Regions from separate parts of the Mus musculus genome. Here region 1 is linked to region 2. The links are chromatin contacts, called in public promoter capture Hi-C maps. All regions are on one chromosome and are shown on one strand. Each heading gives the region's core, a stretch centred on a gene start, on an enhancer-like site or on the middle of the called end of the contact. The rest is flanking DNA. Distances are from core to core; before and after follow the strand shown.

What was found. Promoter capture Hi-C pulls out the DNA fragments that hold promoters and counts their contacts.
Region 1: a promoter capture Hi-C map of liver shows a contact between it and region 2, with 2.0 times the contacts expected there. The contact joins two enhancer-like sites. A contact is called at or near these places in 3 of 39 promoter capture datasets (hematopoietic stem and progenitor cells, liver and pre-B cells) and 2 of 9 other capture datasets (adipose tissue and pancreatic islet).

Annotation. Positions count from the first base shown.
Region 1 is chrX:8,179,481-8,186,262 of GRCm38.p6, reverse strand. Ebp (phenylalkylamine Ca2+ antagonist (emopamil) binding protein) reads left to right here. Exons shown (of 5, transcript NM_007898.3): 5 at 430-934. The coding sequence ends at 653. Among named protein-coding and RNA genes, the nearest start is that of Tbc1d25, 6.9 kb to the right of the region's middle. Within about 2 kb of position 2,867, at least 15 of the 459 cell types and tissues checked have an H3K27ac peak or open chromatin away from gene starts, as enhancers often do. A contact at or near this core is called in liver, where this site is marked.
Region 2 is chrX:7,976,633-7,984,279 of GRCm38.p6, reverse strand. The region is part of intron 2 of Gm39488 (a long non-coding RNA gene); the gene reads right to left. Gm52419 (a long non-coding RNA gene) reads right to left here. Exons shown (of 2, transcript XR_003953043.1): 2 at 7,283-7,647. It also overlaps a transcript of Gata1 not described here. Among named protein-coding and RNA genes, the nearest start is that of Gata1, 13 kb to the right of the region's middle. Within about 2 kb of position 2,414, at least 7 of the 459 cell types and tissues checked have an H3K27ac peak or open chromatin away from gene starts, as enhancers often do. A contact at or near this core is called in liver, where this site is marked.

The DNA.
Region 1 (6,782 bases), core at 1,618-4,117, 200 kb before region 2:
TGAGCTGCCCTGAGTTAAAGTCTCCATGCTCTTGCTGGGTGTCGGGGTGCATGGGTACATGCTTATAATCCTACCATGCAGAAGGCTAAGGCAGGATGATTGCGAGGTTAAGGTCAACCTAGGCTACATAGCAAGACTCTCTCTCTTTCTCTCTCTCTGACACACACACACACACACACACGGTGGGGTGGGTAGGAGGTAGGGGTAGAGGGAGGGAAGGAGGGTTGGGGAGAAGAAGGCAAGAAAGGAAAAAAAGATCCCCAGACTCTTGATTTCTGAAATTTGTACCTCGTTATGTCCGATTTCCAACTTTGGTTTCAGAATGTGGGTTGAATTCTTTGAAGAATTGCCTTGGGGAATACCATGGAGTAGAGCCTGGCTTGTTTTCCTTATCCTCACGAGGACTTTTCCTTCTCTTGCCTCCCACAGGCCAGATATACGGGGATGTGCTGTACTTCCTGACAGAGCTACACGAAGGACTCCAGCATGGGGAGATAGGCCACCCCGTTTATTTCTGGTTCTATTTTGTTTTCCTGAATGCTGTATGGTTGGTGATACCAAGCATCCTTGTGCTTGATGCCATAAAGCATCTCACTAGTGCCCAGAGCGTGCTGGACAGCAAAGTCATGAAAATTAAGAGCAAGCATAACTAAAGAGCCGGAGAGTGGGCTGAGTCCCTGCTGATGAGGCGCTCTCCTCACTTCCCAGAAGACTCAAATCTTCTTCCTCCTCGCACAGGTTGGGGGGGTCAGAACTATCGGACTTGTCCCACTCAAACATGATGAGTGAGCACACAAAGGGCCAGAGTCAGAAAAGGAAGGGAACAAGTTGAGCTACTGCTAGGAACCTGAGGGAAAAGATGGATGAGAAGGTGGCAAGTCCGTGACGGTGGCAACTTCCCAAACCAGGAAATAAAATGTCTTTTACTATAACACTGAGAGATATTTAATTACTAATCTCAGAAATGTCATATAACACATCTCTCCCATTACTTCGTCATCCATAAACCTCCATCATCACATACATATACCATGTCTGCCCTTACAAACCCTTAACACTGACTGACTCCACACACAGTCATAATTTACCCTGTAGAACCTAGAACTCACTCTACAGACCTCCCTTCAAGATCACCCTATTACTTACCCCATAAATCCTTCCAGTAACCTCATAGTCCTCTCATATAGCTTGGCTGCCGTAACAAAATGATATGGATTGAGCGTTTTAAGCAACAGACATGAATGTCCTCAGGACTGGAGCCAGTCAGTCAAGGTGTCAGAAGGTTTGACTTTAATATTTTTTTTGAAGTCTCTTTCCTTAGTACTGCATTCTGTGTTCTCAGATGTTCTCATATCTCCCTGTGTCCCCTGCTTCTGCTGTTTGTATTCGAACAACTTTCCTCTTAGGACACCATTTAGATTGGATTAGGGTCTATCAAGATAGCCTCATTTTTAACTTAATCACATCTTTTAAAAGACTCTGGCTCTAATAGTCTTGACCACCTTCTCAGGTTCTGGAAGGAAGGACTCCAGCATATGAACTTGAAGAGGGCACAGTTCAGTCCATACATCCCTGCCATCTGGACTCCCTAAATTCATGTCCTCCTTGCATGCAAACTTTGTTTATCCCATCCCTCATCCTCAAATCCTTCGCTCATTCTAGAATCACCTTTTCGGAGGTGAGGTTGGAGTGCTAGAGATCAAAGAGAATCCAGAGTCTGAAACAACAACCTATATCCCTGTGCCATGTCTGTCACTCATGAATGGTCTTTTTCATTTTTTTTATTTTGTTTTGTTTTGTTTTGTTTTTTGAGCCATGGTCTCATTATATAACCTAAGCTACCGTGGAACTCACTATGCTAGGATTGGAGGTATGTGCCACTAAGCCTAGCTTTTGACTGGTTGATTCATTCATTCATTCATTCATTTGGGGACATGGTCTTGCTATGTATTACAGGCTGATCTTTCTATGAAACTCAGGCTGAAGTTGAACTTCCTGACTCTTCTAACTCAGTTTCTCCAGTAGTGAGATCATGCTTGTGCTACCATGCCTAGCTCCTTGCATGGATTTTTTAAAACTATACCTTTATTTTAATGTTTTCTGTGCACCACATGTGTGTAACACCTGTGGAAGCCAGGGGAAGGTATCAGATCCCCTGGGACTGGATGGTTGTGAGCCACCATAGAAGTGCTAGAAGGAGCCGGGTGTGGTGGCGCACGCCTTTAATCACAGCACTCGGGAGGCAGAGGCAGGTGGATTTCTGAGTTCGAGGCCAGCCTGGTCTACAAAATGAGCTCCAGGACAGCCAGGACTATACAGAGAAACCCTGTCTCGAAAAAAACCAAAAAAAAAAAAAAAAAAAAAAAAAAGAAGTGCTAGAAGGGTAGCCAGTGCTCCTAACCCCTGATCTCTGGCATGGATTTTAACCCCAAGTCTCACCTGAATATAAGCCTAAAAGGAGGTGTGAGTCACCCTGAGGCAAGAACTCCTATTTTGCAGTAGAATGGGGAAAGAGGAATAAAAAGGAAAGGATATGATTGTTGGTAGGTATGGTGGAGGAGAAAGTTTATTGTAGTGATGTGGGAGAGCAAAGCCAGAGACACCTGGGAGAGTCTAGAGTGGCCATGACCAGACTGAGCTGGGCCATTGGAGAGACAGGGATAGGAAGGGAGAGAGGGGAACCAGATGCAGCAGCCAGGAGGACAAAGGTACAAAAGGGGCAGGTAATCAAAATGGCTGGATCATATAGGGAAGGGCAGCCCAGTCCCCGGGCTGGAGAGGGTCGGGTATATGCCTGCCACACCCTGTAACTAGTAGAGACTGAGGGATGCCTGGCAAAGCTGGCGCTAGGTCTCCTTTAATATGTTAAGTAGGCATCTCAGCCTTTGTCCCTGGTTTGAAAGTTAACTGCTGTGAACCTTCAAAACAAGATGAGTGTTGTGTTTACAAAAGGCAAAGCCAGCAGTAGGACACACCTTTAATCCCAGCGCTCAAGAGGCAGAGGGGGGCAAATCTCTTGGGAATTCCAGGCCAGTCAGGGCTCCCTAGTGAGCCCCTGTCTGGGTTGGGGGGTTGGGGGAGCAGTGGAGGAGGTAGGAGATCCCTTTGCACAATGGAGAACTTGAAAGGAGAAAGGGACCATCACAGGTTCCAAGTAAGTTAAATGTCCACTCGGTTAAATCTTGGCATGATGGTCTGTCTTCTACCTTTGAACCTACTGGGAAGAAAATGCACTCTCAACCCTGGGTGGCAGCTTGTCTCACTAAAACCAAGGAACAGCCTGCCTTTCAGAACTAAGGAGTAGACAGTTTTACCACTGGAATCCTCGTGGCACAGCCTGAAACCCGTCCTGTTCTATCCTATAGAAGTGCAGAAGGGAGAGACCCTTCCTTTATTTTGCCCATCCCTGTCTCCCTCGGTCTCAGCTGGCGGTCTGTGCTGGTGTTATCCCACCTCTGCTCCTGGATTCAGATAAGATAGCTGCTTAGATCCATGAAATATACCCAACAATGACTTTTATGAATGTCTAGTCATTTAACCACACCCTTGGTCTTTCCTCTAGAACACCTTCTTGGTTTTTGCATTATGGGTTAGGCTAAAAATGTTCTAAATCCTGCTCTCCCTCCCTCCCTTTAAAAAAAAAAAAAAGATTTTCCAAAGCAGGGTTTCTCTGTGTACTCTGTATTCCTGGCTGTCCTGGAACTCTGTAGACCAGGGTGACCTCAAACTTACCAAGTGTTTGGATTGAAGGTGTGCACCAGCACCACACCCTGCTCCATGCACTTCTTTTTTTTGTAAACATATTTGTGTATATATATATGCTTTTAAAGATTTATTTATTGCTACGTATATGAGTACACTGTTACTGTCTTCAGACACACTAGAAGAGGGCATCAAATTCCATTACAGATGGTTGTGAACCACCATGTGGTTGCTGGGAATTGAATTCAGGACCTCTGGAAGAGCAGTCAGTGCTCTTAACTGCTGAGCCATCTCTCCAGCCCCAAACACTTCTTTTTCAATTGCTCTGTTCCCGTTCATATTTTCTATTGCAACAAGGAGAAACCAGGTTTCAGCACTTTTCCTTTTCTTCTTTTCCTTTCTTTTGATGTGCTTCTTTCCCTTTGTTTTCCAGATAGATTCTCATGCTGTGACCCAGGCTGGTCTGGAACTAATTATGTAGCCAGACTTGCCTAAAATTCATGGCAGTCCTCTTGCCTCAGCCTCTTGTGTGGTGGGATTACAGACTTGAGCAACATTCTTCAGTGCATTTCTTAGGAATCTTGGCTAAAAAAATCCAAGTTTATCACACACAAGTTCTACCTTTATTGGAATAAATTCAATCAAGTTCTTTGTGTTCCTTCCAGTTTCTCTGTGTTCCTTAGTTCCATGTCAGATCTCAACAGAAGCACATCTAATGGCCATGGATTTACTAAGTCTTTACTTTTTTTTTTGTTTTATTTTATGTGTATGGTTATTTGTCTTGCATGTATGTCTGTGCACCACATGCATGCAGGGCTAGCCCACTGAGATCAGAATAGGGTATTGGATACCCTGGAACTACAGTTAGAGACAGACCCTGGAACTAGAGTTAGAGACAGCTGTGAGCTGCCGTATGGGTGCGTGGAAATCAAGCCTAGGTTTGAAAGAGCAACCAGTGCTCTTGATGGCTGAGCTACCTCTCCACCCCATACCAACATACAGAGCTATTCTGTTGTCTTAGTCTTCTTGGGTTCCTGTAACGAAATACTGTAGGCTAGATATCTTATAAACAACAGAAACTTCTTTTACAGTTCTAGAAGCTAATACTAACAGATTGGGCATCTAGTGAGGGCTACTTTTTCACTGTGTCTTTACATAGTTGAAGGTTTAAAACTCTGGTCTCAGCCGGGCAGTGATGGCGCCTGCCTTTAATCCCAGCACTTGAAAGGCAGAGGCAGGCGGATTTCTGAGTTCGAGGCCAGCCTGGTCTACAGAGTGAGTTCCAGGCAGACAACACAGAGAAACCCTGTCTCAAAAAGCCGGAAAAAAAAAAAAAAAAAAAAAGAACAACAGCAAGAACTCTGGTCTCTTATTTGGCTACTAAATCCTTTATCCACCTCCTAATATTGTCACTGTGAAGATTAGACTTCAACATAGGAATGGGAGTCAATGTTGAGACTATAAAAAAAAACAAGCCTTTTTAAAGCACGATATCCCCAACCTCTTCCTCTACTCAGTTATTAAATTGCCTCCACATCTTTAGATGTCTCTATTAGTAGCATCCATCCTACTCAATAGCAAGTCTGTACTAACAATGTGCCACAGATCAAGAGGCTGAGGGACAATGGGATAGGCAGTTGCTCATACATTGGAGGCTGACCTTGAACTCTGGATCTGGCTGCCAAGTGGTTAAGATAACAGAAATTTCCTGGGTATGGTTGGGTAAAGCGACTTGATAGGCCAAGGTAAGAGAATCCAAGTCCCGGGTCAGCCTTGACAACTTGGTAAAACCCTGTCTCAAAAAGTGAAGAGAGGGGGGCTGGAGAGATGGCTCAGCAGTTAAGAGCGCTGACTGCTCTTCTGAAGGTGGTGAGTTCGGATCCCCCGCAACCACATGATGGCTCACAACCATCCATTATGAGATCTGATGCCCTCTTCTGGGGTGTCTGAAGACAGCTACAGTGTACTTACATATAATAAATAAATCTTAAAAAAAAAAAAACAAACAAAAAAGTGAAGAGAGGACCAGGCATGTCCTATCATTCAGGAGGCAGAGGCAAGCAGATCTGTGAGTTTTGAGGCCAGCCTGGTCTACAGAGTGAGTTCCAGGACAGTCAGGGCTACATGTGGGGGGGACCCTGTCTCACAAAACCAATTGCAAAAAAACGGGGGGTGGGGAGTAGGGCTGGGGGCAAAGATTCATGGTTGAGTACTTGTGCAAGGTCCTCCTTTAACTCACAGTACAACAACCAGAAGCCGTTTGTTTTCTTTGGGGGCTGAGAGTTCATGGTCAGGTTTGCTTTGTCATGAGTCACCTCTCCTTGACATGCAGGTGGCTATATCGCACTGTGTCTTCCTTTGTACATGTTCATGTCCTAATTGCTTCTTCTCAGGGTACCGGGCAGAGTTTCATCAGAGTTCAACCTGCCTGCCTCATTTTACCTTAATCACCTCTTTAAAGGCCCTACCTGCAAATAGAATCACACTCTAAGTTACTGGGAATGAGAACTTGCACATGAAATTCTTTGAGAGCAGCATTCTCCTGATTATTCATCCCATATACCTCACAGCACTACTACATCGAGCCGCAGAAACACCCACTATTCACAGTCAAAGTCCCCACCACAGAGCCTAAAGATCCCCAGTCTCTAGCCCTACAGACACCACTCCCTCGTAGACCTTATCACTTCCTGCATGGGTCCCATAACTAACTACGTCATTCATATCGTTCTACAGACCACTCACCATTCCCCTCTCAGAGCCTTCCCTCTCATCACTTAGCTTCCTGGCCCCTAATCATTCATTCCAGACTCACCCCATCATGAACCTTCAAATCTCTCACTCCATGGGCCTTGCCATTCTTCTCCCCACAAATACTCTATCATAATTCACTCAGCTACACCATGATTCCCTGATCTCACACAACACAATATTCCAGCATCAACCTTACAGGCCAGTACCACAGTATCTGCAGACCCCTATTCATGCTACCAGTAACAGCATCTCATCAGTCACTTACAGATCCCTAAAAACCAACTACAGCCCCCCTACAGACTCATTCTTTGTCCCATAGGCTCCAT
Region 2 (7,647 bases), core at 1,165-3,664:
TCAAAAAAAGGTCTGGAGCTGGAGAGATGGCTCAGCGGTTAAGAGCACTGACTGCTCTTCCAAAGGTTCTGAGTTCAAATCCCAGCAACCACATGGTGGCTCACAACCATCTGTACAGCTACAATGTACTCATATCCATAAAGTAAATAAATACATCTTTTTTTAAAAGTCAGAAAATAGCCTCTAATCCCAGAACTTGGGAGGCAGAGGCAAGCGGATTTCTGAGTTTGAGGCCAGCCTGGTCTACAGAGTGAGTTCCAGGACAGCCAGGGCTATACAGAGAAACCCTGTCTCGAAAAACCAAAAAAAAAAAAAAGTCAGAAAATAAAATGCAAGCTATCAAATGGACTTAGCAATGACACTCTCAGCTACATCACAAGGACAACTTCCCTATAAATATCAGTGCTGAGCATAGTAATCCAGTGAACATGATCTAACATTCCACATTTGTGAACGACATAGTTTTTATTGGAACAAATCAGACTACCATTTATAAAGGAGAAAACCAACTTTTTAAAAGTGAGGTGTCATCAGGCCGCAGGCTTCCCCCACCGACTTGCCTGCCACCATTACTGATGTGCAAACTAAGCTTTTCCTGTCCTGGTGCCCTAACTTCAGTATGTTTCCAGACACACGATTTTGCTAGGCTTGAAGATATTCCACGACAGACAGAGCAAATCACAGCCTTGGAGGAACGGTCACTGGAGAAAGAACAACTCATGAAAACATGGAACATCCCCCCATCTATTCTCACCATAAAAACCCTTGAGACTATCACACCCACTTCGGGAACTGGGGCTGCATATGGTTTCTAACTTCATTTTCCCAGGCCAGGACTCCATAAGCCCATCTCCTGCAGGGACCAATAAGAACCCTGCTTTGGAGCCCTCACCTCTCTTTTTCTTTTTCCCATACTAATTGGTCCTTGGATTTCCTTCTGAGCCTTGTTGTCATATCCCCGTATCAGACAGATTAAGAGCCAGGGCTAGAGAACACTAGCAACACATTTAGATACTAAAGCACATTATTTACAAATGGTTTATTGTCTCTGAGTAATTCTTTCAAAGTGAAAGTTAGTCCTCTCAACATTGTCAATACATTTGAAATAAACTAAGGCAAAACATCTGTTGGTACAGGTCAACCCTGAAGTTAATCTTCTTGCTGTACACTTTAAGTTTCTCTAGTAACCACTGTTCAGATATTGTGGACACTCAATAAAAATATGTTAGCTCTCTTTAGGTTGTCTTTCATAAATGTTGTAATCAGATTATTCTTCAACCTATCTTCATAATTAATATTTGAAAGCACCAAGCCCAAATCATTTTACAAGGGAAGCTTAAAATTTATGTTTCTGCCACATGTGGTGGCACACATCTTTGATGCCTGTACTTCAGAAGCCAAAGTGGGTGGATCTTTGTAATTTCAAGGCTAATCTGGTCTACATAGCAAGTTCTAGGCCAACTCTGTCTCAAAAACAAGCCAAAACAAAATAATATTTTAATTCATGTTAAATAAGCTTACCCAGGTGAAGTCTAGAAATGAATTACCTTTTCTTTACATTTTCCTTTTCTTTGTTTTTGTTTTTGGTTTTTTCGAGACAGGGTTTCTCTGTGTAGCCCTGGCTGTCCTGGAACTTACTCTGTAGACCAGGCTGGCCTCGAACTCAGAAATCCACCTGCCTCCCAAGTGCTGGGATTAAAGGTGTGTGCCACCACTGCCCGGAACATTTTCCTTTTCTTAAAAAAAAATTATTTATGTGCATTGGTGTTTTGCCTCCATGTATGTCTGAGTGCCAGATCCCTTAGAGCTGGAGTTACAGACAGTTGTGAGCTGCCATGTGGGTGCTGGGAATCGAACCCAGGACCTCTGGCAGAGCAAGCCAGTGCTCTTAACCACTGAGCCATCTCTCCAGCCCCGCCGTGTTTTCTAAATCCTTGGATTTTAGCTTTAAGGAATAGATACAGAATCAATTGCTTCTGTGTAGGACAAAATGAACCAAAGCACACTCACATGAACAGAGCATGCCAATCACGCTTAGCAGGGCACAGCGAGTTTAGAGCATAAAGCAAAACCGAAGTGGCCAGGGTTTTCTTCACAAGCTCCAAGGACAGGGATTGTTGTCTCCCACCCCATTGCTGTCTTCGGAATTATTTATAAAAGATCAATCAGCTTTGAGTCTCAATAGGCTACCAAACTAGTACAGAGAATACTTTCCTGGTTATATAAACCATGGTATTGAGACCTACCTATTCCAAATGGTTCCACCGAACCACAAGTGACTCAAGAGCACTCAAACCTGTCCTGTTATATGACACATGCCCTAATCAACTTTATGGGCCTGTCTCTTTAAGACACTTGTAAATTTAGAAACCCAAGCCACCTTCTCTCCTCCAGCTGACAGGAAACAGAACGTGCCTCCCTGAAGCTTCCAATCACAGGACCCTATCTTTGTGGTCCTTGACTTTGAATTCTGCTCAGGTCCCCAATACTTTTGAGAGCTCTCTGCTTTGCCACCATTCTCTACGTTACAATAACCGTAACCCAATAGTCTTCGACACAAGAGTATCCAAAACAAAATCATTCACCAAATGGCAGCAGGGAATGAATCAAAAGAACTCCAAATTGCTCCAAAGATCCCAAAGGCAAAAAGGCAGGCAAAAGCTGGTCGGTGAGAGACTTACCAAAGGTCAGATTTGTGCAGAATCTAAGACAAAGTCCAAACTCATTTGCCTGCTTCACTGAGTCGAGTACGAAGCAGCCAATGCTGGCTAAGGGGAAAGAGCGTAATGTCCCTGGAGGAAATGACTCCAGTAAATCTGGAAACTTCCATTTGTCCTTTCTTCTCTCCCTGGGGTCATCACAGTATTAGTAGACACCCCTGAAATGTGTCTTATGATTTTTTTAAAGATTTATTTATTTATTATATATAACTAAGCTGTAGCTGTCTTCAGACACCCCAGAAGAGGGCATCAGAATTCATTATGGATGGTTGTGAGCCACCATGTAGCTGCTGGGATTTGAACTCAGGACCTTCTGAGCAGCAGTCAGTGCTCTTACCCGCTGAGTCATCACTCCAGCCCCCGAAACGTGTCTTTACACCTCCATGAATGCCATTTTGTCACCAAACTTGGGGTTCACAACCTGTGCCCCAAGTCAGGTCCAGACACCCATCTTCAATAAGCCAATTAAAGGAGCCAAATTAAAAGTTGAAAGCAGCCGGGCGTGGTGGTGCACGCCTTTAATCCCAGCACTCGGGAGGCAGAGGCAGGTGGATTTCTGAGTTTGAAGCCAGCCTGGTCTACAAAGTAAGTTCCAGGACAGCCAGGGCTACACAGAGAAACCCTGTCTCGAAAAAAACAACAACAAAAAAAAGTTGAAAGCAAGCTGGGCATGGTGGCGCCTGCCTTTTATCCCAGCACTTGGGGAGGCCAGGGATGGTGCCAATACTTGGGAGGCAGAGGCAGGAGGATCTCTGTAAATTCAAGGCCAGCCTGATCTACATACCAAATTCCAGGCCAGTCCAGAATTACATGGAGACCTTATTTCAACAGCACCCCATCACCCCCAAATGCTGAAAGCAGAAAAGGGAGATTTATTCAATGTGACCACACTGGGAAGAGGGACGTTGTTGTCTAACAAATTTCTCAGCTCTGTCTTTGGAATCCTGAAAGCTTAAATGAGGGTCAAGGCTGTGTATATCTAAGCAGTCCAGGTGAAGGCTGTGCCCCACCCACCCAGCATTATCTGTCTTCAGTTCATCCTATAAGGTTGTCTGACCACTCACTACTGCAAATCTCTTTCTGGGAGACAGGAGACAAGTTCCCCTTATGCCTGGTGTCCTTTTGAATGAGATTTCTGGGGAAATTATCATTTTAGGGGGCCCATTGTTTCAACACTCTGATCATCAGACTAAAAGACACAATCTCTGTAGAATAGCTTCATTTCTGCCAGAGCCATTACAGGTTTAGTGTGCAGTACCACAAAAAAGTAAAATATAGGCTGGGCGTGGTGGCACACGCCTTTAATCCTAGCACTCGGGAGGCAGGGGCAGGTGGCTTTCTGAGTTCGAGGCCAGCCTGGTCTACAAAGTGAGTTCCAAGACAGCCAGAGCTATACAGAGAAACCCTGTCTCGAAAAACAAAAAAGCAACAAAAAAGTAAAATATAGCTAAATTTTGTCAAATGTCCAAACTCACCTGCAAGAAGGCTCGACCCATCCATCTCCTTTCCTGATTCTTCTTAGGATGTGTTGCTAATTAATCTAAAATTCTGCCAACCTACAAAATTTGCTCAAAAGAATACATTTTTTTAAACTAAAAATGAGTGTTTTCAAATGAGAGCTATGGGGGCTGGAGAGATGGCTCAGCAGTTGAGAGCACTGACTGCTCTTCCAGAGGTCCTGAGTTCAAATCCCAGCAACCACATGGTGGCTCACAACCATCTGTAATGGGATCCAATGCCCTCACCTCATCTGGTATGTCTGAGGACAGTTATAGTGTACACATATACATTAATAAATAAAATCTTTTTTTTAAGAGAGAGCTATGGTATAGAACTACCAGGGAAATGGGCTCAACATAGGAGCAACCATCCTCAGGTCTTTTTTTCTTTAAGATTTATTTATTTATTTATTTAATGTATATGAGTACACTGTTACTATCTTCAGATGCACCAGAAGAGGGGATCAGATCCCATTACAGATGGTTGTGAGCCACCATGTGGTTGCTGGGAGTTGAACTCAGGACCTCTGGAAGAGCAGTCAGTGCTCCTAACTGCTGAGCCATCTCTCTAACCTTCCCCGCCCTCAGGTCTTTCTAGGTCAAAGTATCTCTGACACAAAGAAATGACAAAGTTCCAAGTGAAGCCCAATTCTCCCACTTCAAGAATAGTGGGATTGACCTTGGTTTTCCACAGCTTAAAGGCCAAAGTCGAAAATGATAAACGGGCTCAAAAGACAGCCAGTATCTTGGCCCTCACTCTCTGTGCTCAGCTTGAGTCCAGAAGATATCAGTGGACCTTCTAATAGGGCCAGCCAACTCAGGGCAGTCCCTATTTTAGAGACAAGAGGCTAAAAATTAAAAAGAAAATTTAAAAAAGCAGAATCTGTTACTCACTCACTAATCAACCCGATTGCTTGAAGCCTGGCTCAGTGACTTAAGTGTGATGTCTTTTTTTTTCTTTTTTAAAGATTGGTTTCTTTATGGGAATAAGAGCTGACCCAGGAGTTCAGAGCACCTGTTGCTCTTGCAGAGGACCCACTACCCATATAGGGCCTCACAACCATCTGTACCTCCATTTCTTTCTTTCTTTTTTTTTTTTTTCAAGACAGGGTTTCTCTGTGTAGCCCTGGCTGTCCTGGAACTCACTCTGTAGACCAGGCTGGCCTCGAACTCAGAAATCCACCTGCCTCTGCCTCCCAAGTGCTGGGATTAAAAGCGTGTGCCACCACGCCCGGCTTGTACCTCCATTTCTAAGGAACCCAGTGACTTCTGACTTTTGAGGGCACAGACCTTAAACACAGTATACATACTTATGTGTAGTATAGGCAAAGCATTCTCATACAAGTTAAATCAATATTAAAATGCTGGGAATCAAATTCAGGTCCTCTGTAAGATGAGTACGGTGGCTCTTAACCACTGAGCCATCTCTCCTGCCCCTGACTTGCCATGTCTTATATAAAGCCTAACTCTAACAGACCCTTGGAGCCTTGCCCTAATGGCCAGAATTAAGGGCGGCAAATAGTGTTGTAAATCTCCCTAAGAAGGCAGTGGTTGCCACTACCTATTCATATATAATTCCAAACAAATGGCCCATGGACACAAAGCTGGGAAATTTAACTGTTATAAAAGGAGGCTGTTTCCTCTTGGGGCGTAATTCTGAGAATTTCCCTGCTGTGTTTCTTTTTTTTTTTTTTTTTGGTTTTTCGAGACAGGGTTTCTCTGTATAGCCCTGGCTGTCCTGGAACTCACTCTGTAGACCAGGCTGGCCTCGAACTCAGAAATCCGCCTGCCTCTGCTTCCTGAGTGCTGGTATTAAAGGCATGCGCCACCACCGCCCGGCTCCCCTGCTGTGTTTCTATGGCATAGCCCAGGCTGATCTTAAACTCACTGTTTACGTCTTAGAAATTTTACACCTGGAACTCACAAAGATCTGTCTGCCCCCACCTCCTATACACTGCCGCTGAAGGGTGTGTGCTACCCAGAAGCCTCTTCCGAGCTCATGTGGTTCTGAGAAATACCATCACCAGTCAGTCACAAGTATGAAGTTGGTTTGAGGTATGAATGCGAGTCTGCTCAGCAACCGGGTCATGCATAGACTAGTAGCCTGCCTTCTAGGATGCCTCCCTCACCCCGCTCTCCTCCATTACACCCCTCATGATGGCTCTTGGGCCTCTCCTGGAGACCTCTGCGCCATGTTTGACTTTGATGGCTTCTACTAGGCACACGACGGAGAACAGCTAGAGAGGAAGTATGCAGCACCTACATTCCTGGGAGTGAAGCCCTTCGCAAAAGGTAAAGGATGGGGCCAAGAAGGGACTCCATGGGTAGGAGACCCCAGATACCACTTTGCTTGTCTTATTCCTTTTCCTGGTCTTTGCCTTCTCTTTGGCTTTCAGCTTTGCCTTTTCATTTAATTGAAGAAAAGGGGTTGGTGGATAGGGGAAAGGAACCAGCCCAAGAAACCTGTTTTTCTTAACACTTGGGAAGCAAAGAGGGGCAGATCTCTGAGTTTGTGGCCAGCCTGGTCTACAAAGTGAGTCCAGGACAGCCAGGGCTATACAGAGAGAGAAACCCTGTCTAGACTCCTCCCCACCCCAAGCATTTTTAGATGTATTTTCTGTCTGGGAGTATTTCACCTGCATACATGTCTGCGTAGTCCGTGCTTATCCAGTGTCTATAGAGGCAAAAAGAAGGTGTCGGATACCCCAGATTTAGGGTTACTGATGGTTGTGAGCCACCATGTGGATTCTGGGACCCAAACCCAACTCCTGCAAGAACAGTAGGTGCCCTTAACTGCTGAGCCAGCTCTCCAAACACTAATATAAGTTTTAATAAAGAAGGCTAGTGAGTTGGCTCAGCTCAGCTGGTGCACCTACACATAACACACATAAAATAAGTTTTAAAACTTTATACTGGGCTGGGTGGTGGTGTCACACATCTTTAATCCCAGGGAAGCAGAGACAGATCTCTGAGTTCAAGGCCAGCCTGGTTTACAGAGTGAATTCCAGGACAGCTAGGAGAGAAACCCTGTCTCAACCCCTGCCCCCCCGAAAAAGACATAAAAAGTTTATACTTTTTATACACTGTGGGGCTAGTGTCAACACTCAAAATCACACAAAAACTAGGCATGGTGGTACAAGACTACAATCCCAGATCTCTGAAAGCAGACAAGAAAGGCTCAGGAATCCAAAGTCATCGTCAGCTACAGAGCAAATTTTAAGCCAGCCTGGACTCCTAGTATGTATGAAAATGTCATGTATACTTTTCCTACCACAAACTGGCCTCTTTGAATTTGTTATTGTGTTGTTTTTTTTTTTTTTTAAAGAATTTCTAGACCATCCTTTTTATGAATTTTTTAAAAACTGTTATCTCGGGGCCGCCCTTATCTCAAGGCCAGCATGTTCAATCAGGAATGCAACATCTCCTGG